3 separate regions of the Zea mays genome follow, and all the other regions are linked to region 2. The links are chromatin contacts, called in public Hi-C maps. All regions are on one chromosome and are shown on one strand. The core of a region is the stretch at or near the end of the contact, and the rest is flanking DNA. Distances in the headings are between cores, read along the strand shown. Region 1 holds the start of LOC100281425. Region 2 holds the start of LOC100283760 (acyl-CoA thioesterase/ catalytic/ hydrolase, acting on ester bonds). Region 3 holds the start of LOC103641061.

What was found. A called contact is a pair of places that touch in the nucleus more often than the background predicts.
Region 1: a contact with region 2 is called in a Hi-C map of tassel, with 1.9 times the contacts expected there. The contact joins the promoter of LOC100281425 here to the promoter of LOC100283760 in region 2. A contact is called at or near these places in 5 of 25 Hi-C or Micro-C datasets (ear, endosperm, leaf and 2 more).
Region 3: a contact with region 2 is called in a Hi-C map of bundle sheath, with 3 times the contacts expected there. The contact joins the promoter of LOC103641061 here to the promoter of LOC100283760 in region 2. A contact is called at or near these places in 6 of 25 Hi-C or Micro-C datasets (bundle sheath, ear, leaf and 2 more).

What each region holds. Positions count from the first base shown.
Region 1 is chr1:184,484,781-184,488,553 of Zm-B73-REFERENCE-NAM-5.0, reverse strand. LOC100281425 reads left to right here and starts at 2,088. Exons shown (of 3, transcript NM_001154343.2): 1 at 2,088-2,232; 2 at 2,311-2,501; 3 at 3,325-3,773. The coding sequence starts at 2,318.
Region 2 is chr1:184,675,612-184,679,136 of Zm-B73-REFERENCE-NAM-5.0, reverse strand. LOC100283760 (acyl-CoA thioesterase/ catalytic/ hydrolase, acting on ester bonds) reads left to right here and starts at 1,986. Exons shown (of 3, transcript NM_001156659.1): 1 at 1,986-2,220; 2 at 2,315-2,506. The coding sequence starts at 2,086. LOC100383595 (AAA-ATPase ASD mitochondrial) reads left to right here. Exons shown (of 1, transcript NM_001176243.1): 1 at 1-1,385. The coding sequence ends at 1,156.
Region 3 is chr1:184,898,998-184,902,643 of Zm-B73-REFERENCE-NAM-5.0, reverse strand. LOC103641061 reads right to left here and starts at 2,286. Exons shown (of 2, transcript XM_008664460.4): 1 at 1,913-2,286; 2 at 1-1,798. The coding sequence starts at 2,072. The coding sequence ends at 1,581.

The sequences.
Region 1 (3,773 bases), core at 839-3,338, 190 kb after region 2:
AGTCTATAAAAGAATCCGTATTCTAAAGACTTTACGCTGGTTTGTACCTAATGACTGATTGATAGATGGTAGTGTAGAACCAGTCTAGCGTTTTTTTTTTTTTTGTGTTTGAGATATCACTGCATGCGACATGCATGGTATAGTAGCTCTGTGAGCAGATCGATCTTGCTCCAACGCAAGATGTACATGGATGCACGCCTGCCACTACATACATACCGGCCGCACGACCAGGGCCAGTAGTGACGAACTGATAAGATAAGGTGTGGAGATGCAATGAGCCACACGAACGTCAGCTTGTGTGGACTGCCGGCGCGGCTGCTTTCTTAGCTTTTTTGGTTTCCAGATTCTGCTTCAGTTCGCCAGCTCTTCATTCGATCATGCATGCACTGTAGTAGTCATTATCCGACTCGCGTTATTTACCAAGTAAGACTATTTTACATTCAGCAACGAATACTCGGCAAACATTTTATCGGCAAAGTGTTCTTTGCCGAGTACTTTTTTCGGATCTCGAAAAGCACTCAGTAAATTAAGAATCACAAAAACTCCAAAAAACAGCAAAACATTTTTTAAATTACGAGAACAACTCTCCAACTACTGCCCATTATCATTTTTCATTATTATTTTGAATCTAATTTAGATGTTTTGTGAATGGTGAGATTCGAACTCGCAACATATATCTTGCGCATACCTTCATTTACCACTACACTACTATATCAATTATGTCTATATTATGTTTTCATTCCACATGTAATATAATAAATCGAGAGTAATTTGATTATTTGAGGTACTAAATGAATTCATTTGAAAATATGACCAACTATAAAGTTGCATAACTTTTTAAGATATACAAGTTCTATTTTGATAGTTTCTACATCCGAGGTCGTTTACAAAATTTGAATTTCAAATTTGAAAACATCACACGAATTTTTTCATGATAAGATGAATTCAAATCAAAAAAATTATCAATTACAAAGTTTCAATACATTTCAAGACCAACAAATTTTTATTTTGGTGGGTTTTCCATCCGAGGTAGTTTGAAAATTTTAATTTTTAAATTCAAACATAGTTTTCATTTAAATTGATTTACTGCTTTAAAATATGATTTTTAAATTGTCTTTGCCTAGTGTTCAAAAAAACACTCGGTAAAGAAGCTCTTTGCCGACAAAGAGGTTCTTTACCGAGTGTCAAAAATATAACACTCGACAAAAATATTCTTTGCCGAGTATTTTCTTTTACCGAGAGTTTTTTTGTTTGGCACTCGACAAAGAGCTTTTTGCCGAGTGCCCGGAAAAAATACACCCGGCAAAACATTTGGCACTCGGCAAAGAGCCGAATTCCGGTAGTGAGTAGTAGTATTAGGGGGCGTTTGGCAGATCTCACACGGCTCTGCTCCAGCGACAATCACTTTTAGGAAGCTAAACGGCTAAGAATTGAGTTGCTCCATGGTGTGAGTGAAGTCAATCTAGTCTCCATTTTATACTAGAGAGTGAGAGCAAAAAAAACCCGCTTCCCACTGCTCCGAACCTGCTTCCCACATTTCAACCCCTCGAGAATCACTTCACGCACAATTTGCCAACGATTTTTGTCAAATAGATTTATTTCTACTTAAGAAACATTTGAAATCACTTTATTGAAAAATTAGTTTTTGGAGCCAGAGAATCATAGAAAGCTCTACTAAACGAGGCCTTATATATATAATAATAACACTAACACATGCATGCATTAAGAGCTACTAGCTGGTTCTAATGTAATGTAATAGGAGATTTGTATCTAGTAGCTAGTACAAGTTGTATGTCACATCAACTGTCGACTATCTACGGCGCACGTTGTGTGTGTACGCTTGGTAGCCGACGAGCGGGCGGTGCTGCGCGATATATACTGCTCGACAGTGATGGCCATGCAATCGCAGCAAGCAGCTTGCGGATGGAGCAGCTAGCTACTCGATCAGGCCAACTCCATCCACGGGCGAAGCCATCTGAAAAATAGCACACTCTATCAAACATAAAGGATATTATACAATTTTAAAGGAAATACATAATAAATTTAAGATATATGTTAACAAAATTTTATTTTACCCTGCTGTCTATGCAAGAGAGCCAATCTGGCTTCCGCCCTTAACTCCATCAACACCGTGTATGCGGATGTGTATAACACTGTGTAGATATGGAGTCTCCTGTAGATAGAGCACGCCAGACCCATCCATCCTCGTCGCTTATTTATACGGCCGACCCGGTATGTGGCTCGCTCCTCCTAGCTCGCTCCTCCTCTTCTTCTCCTCTTTCTTCTCGAACCATCATCATATATATATAGAATCAATATGGAAGGAGCGGCCGACCATAAGCGGCAGGTGGACGACAAGCCGCCGTACGCCGCCGTGGACGACACCATGACCACCACCACGAAGAAGATGGTGGAGGAGCAGCTCTCAGACGACGCCGGCGGCGGCGGCGAGCTGCCAGAGCAGAACTACCGTGGATGGAAGGCCATGCCCTACGTCATAGGTGAGTGTGAGTTTTGCTAAGGCCCTGTTTATTAGATGCGTGTACGTATTAGAGCCAAATAGTTATATAAAATTAGCTAGATATAACACCACGGCTAATAGTTTAACTATTAGTTGTTTTTAGCTAACTACTACATCCGTTCTCGGATATTCGTTGTCCGCCAGTTTATTTTTGAATTAAACATGTGACAAATAAAAAAAAGTACCGAGAGGGTATTTGCTGCACTATCAAATACACATTAGTTCATTAGCTCGTTCAATCTAGCTGAAATTAGCTACACTACCAAGTACTCATTAGTTTGTTAGCTGGTTCAACCCGGCCTGCTAAAATCAACTAATAGTTAGCCAGCTAATTCTACTAGCAAAAAATAGCTAACCGGAGTATTAGCTAATTCTACACTTAAACATGCTCTTGTTGCTAAATTTGAAGACTATATGTACACTTGTTACATATATATTGGGTGTTGGTGAGACAACGGGGGATGGTCCTGACTGTGGTCCTCCTATCCATGGAGACCACGTACGGGTGGCTTGCCATGCACAGCCACGCCCGTGCAGTGCGTGTGTCTGTCGGTGTGTGGCTGCGTGCACTCACGAGTCACGACTCACCCAGTACAAAAAAGCGAATCCAATAATTGCGTGCCTGCGTGGCACCCAGCAAGGCTGCTTGTTGAGTTGCGTTCATCGAGCTCCCAAAAGTTAAAGATCCACGAACGAACGACGTCCTGACGTCCTGTGCAATCGCTAACCGATCGAGCATCATATCGATCGATCATGGCTTCTTCATGTGCATGCATGCATGACGATGACGACGCGCGCTGCAGGGAACGAGACGTGCGAGAAGCTGGGCACCATCGGCACCACGGCCAACCTGCTGGTGTACCTCACCACCGTGTACGGCATGTCGGGCGCCAGCGCCGCCACCCTGCTCAGCCTCTGGTCGGGCACCGTCAACCTGGCGCCGCTCCTGGGCGCCTTCCTCAGCGACACCTACATGGGCCGCTACGCCACCATCGCCTTCGCCTCCATGGCCTCCTTCCTCGGCATGATCGTCCTCACCCTCACCGCCGCCGTGCCGTCGCTCCACCCTGCCGCCAACAGCAGCACCACCGGCGGCCCCTCGTCCCTCCAGATGGCCGTGCTCCTCGCCTCCTTCGCGCTGCTGGCCGTCGGCGCCGGCGGCATCCGGCCCTGCAACCTGGCCTTCGGCGCCGACCAGTTCGACCCGCGCACCCCAGCCGGCCGCCGGGGCATCAACAGCTTCTTCAACTGG
Region 2 (3,525 bases), core at 737-3,236:
CGTCTTCCACAGGCGCCACCGCGACCTCGTCGTCGACGAGTACCTGCCCCACGTCCTCGAGGAAGGCCGCGCCGTGACCGTCCGCAACCGCCAGCGCCGCCTCTTCACCAACAACCCCAGCGGCAGCTGGAACTCCTACCGCGGCAAGAGCGTCTGGAGCCACGTCCCCTTCGAGCACCCGGCCACGTTCGACACGCTCGCCATGGACCCGGACGACAAGGAGGACATCCTCGACGAGCTCCGCGCGTTCCGGGACGCTAAGGCCTACTACACCAAGGTCGGCAAGCCGTGGAAGCGAGGGTACCTGCTCTACGGGCCCCCCGGCACCGGCAAGTCCACCATGATCGCCGCCATGGCCAACTTCCTCGACTACGACGTCTACGACCTCGAGCTCACGGCGGTCAAGAACAACACCGAGCTGCGGAAGCTCTTCATCGAGACCACCGGCAAGTCCATCATCGTCATCGAGGACATCGACTGCTCCATCGACCTCACCGGCAAGCGCAAGGACGACAAGAAGCGGGCGTCGGCCGAGGCAGACGACAAGCCCAAAACCCCAACGGATCCCGACAAGGACGAGGGAAGCAAGGTCACGCTCTCAGGGCTGCTCAACTTCATCGACGGGCTGTGGTCGGCGTGCGGCGGCGAGCGCATCATCATCTTCACAACCAACCACAAGGACAAGCTGGACCCGGCGCTGATCCGGCGGGGCAGGATGGACAGGCACATCGAGATGTCCTACTGCCGCTTCCGGACCTTCAAGGTGCTCGCCAAGAACTACCTGGATGTCGAGGAGCCGCACGAGCTGTTCGGCCAGATAGAAAAGCTGCTCGAGGAGACGGACATGTCGCCGGCAGACGTGGCCGAGAACCTGATGCCCATGTCCAAGAAGAAGAAGCGGAGGGACGCCAACGCGTGTCTGGAGAGTCTTGTGGAGGCTCTGAAGCAGGCCAAGGAGGATGCTGCTGCTGCTGCTGCTGCTAAGGCACTAGCTGACGCTAGGGCGGCCAAGGAGGAAGCGGAGGAGGCGAAGGAGAAAGAGGCCAAAGAGAAAGACGAGGCAACAAATAGCAAAGGAGCAGCAGACCCAGCAGGGAAGGACACTAAGATGAGCAATGGAGATGTTACTGCCAATAAGGAAGGTGATGACGAGTGACAAGTATAGAATGGAGACGAGCTCGCTTGCTAGTGAAGTAATGGAGAAACATGGCTATAAATAATGACAGTGGCCTATGTAAAATAGTGCAGTCTCTAGTGAAGATTACAGTCACACGTCGTCATCTTCCATGTTAAAAAGATAAAAAGATAGACTTGATTTGGATTAGTTAAAAATAGAAAGATGTAATGTAACAACCAAATCGAGCCTTCTTTGCCTTTCAACTTGTAAACCAAGGCGACAGTGAATGTTGCCTCATATATATATATATATATATATATATATATATATATATATATATATATATATATATATATATATATATATATATATATATATATATATATATATATATATATATATATATATATATATATATATATAAACACGTAGATATGATGATGTGCTTGCGCATAATATGCCGAGATTGCTTAATACAATAATCAGTGGGCTTAAAGCCTGCTGCATTCAGCGTGGGTGGGCCAAAGGCAAAGAAGGCCTTCTTCCTTCTGTTCCGTTCCGTTCTGTTCCGTTCCGTTCCACCAGGTGAAGGAACTACTGAACGTTAGGTGTGGGCCGGACCGGGCCGGAGACAACTCCCCAGTTGAAGTGAGCCGGTGAGGTGTGGGTGACGGCAGCGTTACGTATGATGAGCTTCTTCATCATCGTTCTTTCAGGAGGTTGAGGGAAAGAAATTAAGCTGACTAGTGTCTAGTAACAAACGGAAGACGACAGGTAGTGGTAGTGGACTGGTGGTTAATTGCTTCTTTGTTTGCCCACTATTATAGCAGGCACACAGCCCGCACGTCATTAATAGGCTACATACAATACGTCACCCAACCTCTCGTCCTCTTCCTCTCAATAATATAATCCCCTTCATCCATCCATTCCATATCCTTAGCTTCCATTCCATCCATCATATCGCGCCCATGGATCATCGTCAGCCGCCGCCGAATAAGACGGCGGAGCTTGACCCCGTGCTGCACTCCATCGGCTTCCAGATCGAGGAGGTGTCGCCGTCGCAGGTCACCGGCCGGCTCCCCGTCACACCCAGGTGCTGCCAGGTACGGTACGTACGTCCATTGATCGATCGATCGAGTGCGTGCGCTCGTCGTTTGATCGATTCTGATGCCCTGCCCGCACCGCACGGCACCGCAGCCGTTCCAGGTGCTCCACGGCGGCGTGTCGGCGCTGGTGGCGGAGGGCCTGGCCAGCATGGGCGCGCACATGGCGTCGGGCTTCCGCCGGGTTGCCGGCGTCAGCCTCACCATCAACCACTTCCGCAGCGCCAAGGTGGGAGACGTCGTCCTCGTCCGCGCCGCCCCGCTCCACGTCGGCCGTTCGACGCAGGTACGTTGCGCCGCCGCCCGCAGCCCGGCGCGCCCCCACGGCGATGACGATTATTATTACAAGTAGTATTTTTCGCTTAATTATTTTTTTAGCAAACTGACTAAAGACAGCGAGCGACGACGAACGTGCCTATCCAGCTAATTATAAATTATTATTAGGCACCACGACCACCCCTAGCTTACGTTATGGACCCATTATTTTACCTCCGTTCTAAATTGTACTCAATTTTCTTTTAGACCACATCAACAAGGACAATATTTTTTTTTCAGTGGTCGGCCGACGCTGAACGTGTATCATTTAAGGCTTAAAATAGAATAAAATAAAATAGAATAAAAAGAGCTACTAAAAATTAGTCTATAGAAATCAAACATCACTTTCTATATATAGTAGACCCTATGACTACGTGACGACGACGAAAACAAGCTACCTAATTCTAAGTTCGGTTAGTCACCTGGAAAAAAAATTTGCTGCAGCCACTCATAAAAAGAAGGATAGACCTCACCCGCAGATTAATAACACAACTAAAACGTTACCTGGTGGACCTGCAGGTGGAGTATATCCTCCTTTTTATGAGAATCTTGGTTTGCAGCCAGGCTGCAGCAAATTTTTTTCCAGGCACCCACACCATCCGTTACGTTTTGGACAAATGATTTTACCTCCGTTCTATACTGTACTCTACTATCCGTCCAAACGAGTGTCTTTCTAGATTTGTTTGTTCTCAACTACATTATTTAAACTTTGAACAATAATATATAATATATAAGATTAAAATATTTAAACCAAAGGAACCACATATATGATAGTTCAGGCCTACTTTGGAACATATGGATTTTTATAAAGATTATCTAGAAATTTTATAAGAATCAATTCATTTTCACAATAAAAACACATGAAAAAAAATCTTATGACATCCAGTATAATCTTATGACATTTAGTATAATCGATCAAAGTTAATATTGATTGACTTAGGACAACCCGAAAAGGCAAATTATATGGATAGGAGTAATGTGTTTTGTCTT
Region 3 (3,646 bases), core at 1,037-3,536, 220 kb before region 2:
ATTAATAAACCTACACAATAATGATTGATATTGGATAATTTTATAGATATCTGACTCGTTTCTTAGTCTTTAATGATGGATATATGACAATTATATCTTAGATTACTTGTAATGTTGGGTTATGATTATTTATTTCACATTTATAGACTATTAATTCACTATATAATGCAATATTAGTTTTCAAGGTGCAGCTTGTGAGCCCGAGCCTCCTTTTACAACTCGGTGAGTAGGCGAGCTGAGCCGAGCTCGGCCACTGAGCGAGCCACATCGAGCTGAGCCGAGCTCGACTCGTTTCTAGCCCTATTCCAAAGTGAGTATGAAAAGTCACTAGCAGCCTATGTAGTAGGTTCAAATGGAACTAATGAATTTGTCATTGCAATTGGAGCTTATGGAGGGACAGTTACACTTGATGAAGAGCGAAAGGTTATACTGGATCCTACTAGTCAGATTGTCTCATGCAAATGTTGACTCTTTGAGAGAACTGGTATATTATGTAGGCATGGACTAAAAGGTCTCCATTTGTTGAACATTAAATTACTGCCTGAAAGATATATTTTGAAGCGATGGACTCGATGTAGATATGCATGGGACGGATATAGTGGAAAATCCTAATTTAGAATTTAGATGCCACACTTGGGTAAAAAAAAATCCTTGCCAAAGACTTCTTCCACTAGCTTCAAGAGCTGCTGAATATGAAGACTGCTACTTGCTTGTGGAAGAGGCACTTCATAGAGTGAGTAAGCAAGGGGAAGAAGAAGAAACCCGAGGAACTCCTAATGTGGATGCTAGCAAGCCTAGCGTTGAAGAATCATTTAGTTTAACTGAACCATTCAAACATGTAGCTGGACTGAAGGAGAAAGAAAAGCAAAAGAGTGGATCAAAACAAAAAAAAAAGTTAGGCTGAAAAATTGCAGAAGAAGAAGAAAGCAAACAAGAATAAAACAAACTATCCTATACAGTACAAAAGAAAATGAAAGCTCTGTACCAGACTCTCAAGCATATGAATCACTTAATAGCTTTACCCAACTCATTAAGGTACATCGTCGCCTTCTCTCTCTCTCTCTTAATATTGCAGCAATGCAGCCTATATTCTAAACACATGGTAAACTTAACTAATGGATGATACAAGCTTTTGTACATGAAGATGTGAAAAAATAATGGCATACTGTCTTTTGTTAAGCTTTTTGAGTATGGCTGCTTTTCTTAAGCAAATCTTAGTTTAGAGATTTTAATTGTTGCTAAATAAAGCTGTGGATGCCAGGGAAAAAAAACTAGTTCAGTTTATGGCTATGCATTATGTATGCCTAAGGACTAGTGGGAATTGGCCATGCTTTGATTATGATTTCTCTCCTTTTACCGTTTATAGCTGCATGTTTGATTCTGATTCTCATTACCTCACAACATTAACATCGCGGCTTATAGGAGGAAAAAAAGATAACCAGTAGAGTGAAAGGGGTGCGGCTGAATGAGAAACTATGATACCATCACTGCTTATGGTGTAGTGGAAATAGCATCGGTGTCCTGCTTATGGTGTGGAGAAGAGAGAATGCAACGGCGGATCCCCATCCGTGTTCCGGCAGTTACACGGTGGCTGTGCTGTGCTGTGCAACGAAAGGTCTCCGCCTCCCTTCCAGAACGGGGCTTGGTTTCGCTGGGAGGGCAAAAGAAGAGCCTTCCCTTTCCTTGGCCCTTTCCCTCGCGGCGGCGCTCCCTTTTCTCTTCTTACTCCTCATTTTTCCCCATTTCCGGCTCCTTTCAGATCCAATCCAATCCAACAGATCAATCAATCGAAGACAATCTGTGTATATGATAGTATTTGTGAATGGAGGTTACTTTAATAGTAGACGTGATACAGGGCAGGGCTACAAGCGAGAACAACTCAGATGGGGGAGTATGAGTAGATAATATCAACCGGGGAATCTGCCGGAGAGGAGCATGGCGAAGAGGAGGACGAGGATGTAGAGGAGGATGACGATGATCTTGGTGTGGAACAAGGCCAGCAAGAGCTTCACCACGAACACCAGCAGCAGCGCGTTGAACAGCAGCGTCAGCAACTCCTCCATACCTGCCATGCCATGCCCCCACACACCTGACCTGACCTTGGATGCGCTTCTGATGATCCACACCACCCACTGCAATCAAAGGCATCGGAGCAGGTGACAGCGACATGTTTTGTTTATTTCTGTTGCTTGTGCTAATTAATTACTCCCTCCGTTTCTTTTTATTAGTCGCTGGATAGTGCAATTTTGTACTATCTAGCGACTAATAAAAAGAAACAGAGGGAGTACTATATATCACTCCTACTCCACCAGCCTATACATATAGCCGTCTATATGTTTGTTTCGTTCCCTAATCAATCAAAGCACAAGAAATCAAGCAGCACGTGACATAGCATTGGTTACCTAGCAGGGCATGTAAGACAAGGTATCGATTTTCTTCTAAGTACAAGAAACAGCATATAATATAAGTCTAGGTCTCTAGATCATAATTGTAATGAATAGACAATATATATGAATAATCGTTTAAAGACGGACTCTTTATAAAAAAACTGTCTACTTTGTTTTGATAATTAACCTCTAAATAAAGTCATGTCAAGAAATCCTATATTAAATCTGTGGTGTTTTGTCAAAAAATCTTATATTAATTAAGGTTGTATATATATTCCATAGATAATTATTCTTTATATGTGTATTAAAAACACGTACAAATAATATAAATAACAAACGGTTGTCTATTTACGCTGTTTATGTAATTTTTAATTTATGTGTAGATCATGTATAGAATATGGATCGAAAGTCATACATTATTGCTTTACCATCACTTGGCATAAGTCGTCTCCTACGATTGCTTTAAGGGTAGCACGATGTCTCGTTTGTAGTAGCACCCGTGTCATAATTCAACACGACGTAGTAGCACACGTGTCACAATCACGTATGGTCAGCATATTGAAAAACAAAACAGGACGTCAGCGGCAAACAACACACGTGTCATAATCACGTATGGTCAGCATAGGCGGTCAGTGACAAACGGACGACGAAGAGCAAGATCTTGTACTCCTTCCGTCTAATCCATCTGTTTTAACGTTTTAATAGATTCATACAATATTTAATACATGTTTATGTATATATGTATATATATATCAAGTATTATAATTAGAGGTACTCAGATTATACCTCTAAACATGTTTAACACCTAACTATCGAAAAAATCATAAGACATTTCCAAGGTCAAGAAAGGACGAATCACGATTCGCCTAAGACCTCGCTCGACGGTAGTTCAAAACTCCGCCTCACCCGAGCCTGTCCTCGAGCAAGGGCAGCACTCGGAGAAATCCTCGTCTCGCCCGAGATCCTCTCTTCATGGAATGGCGGTTTCTGCCTCGTCCGAGCCCGTCTCAGACAGGAGGACAACCCAAGCCCAGCATCAGTCCAAGATCACGGGAATCGTGGAGACATGCGCATTTAATGCGATGATTCGAAAACTTACCCCACGCAATTGAAAGTCGCCTAGAAGGGGGTGAATAGGCAAATCTGAAATCTATAAATTTAAGCACAACTACAAGCCGGGGTTAGCGTTAGAAATATAATCGAGTCCGAAAGAGAGGGCGAAAACAAATCACAAGCGAATAAGAACGGATGACACAATG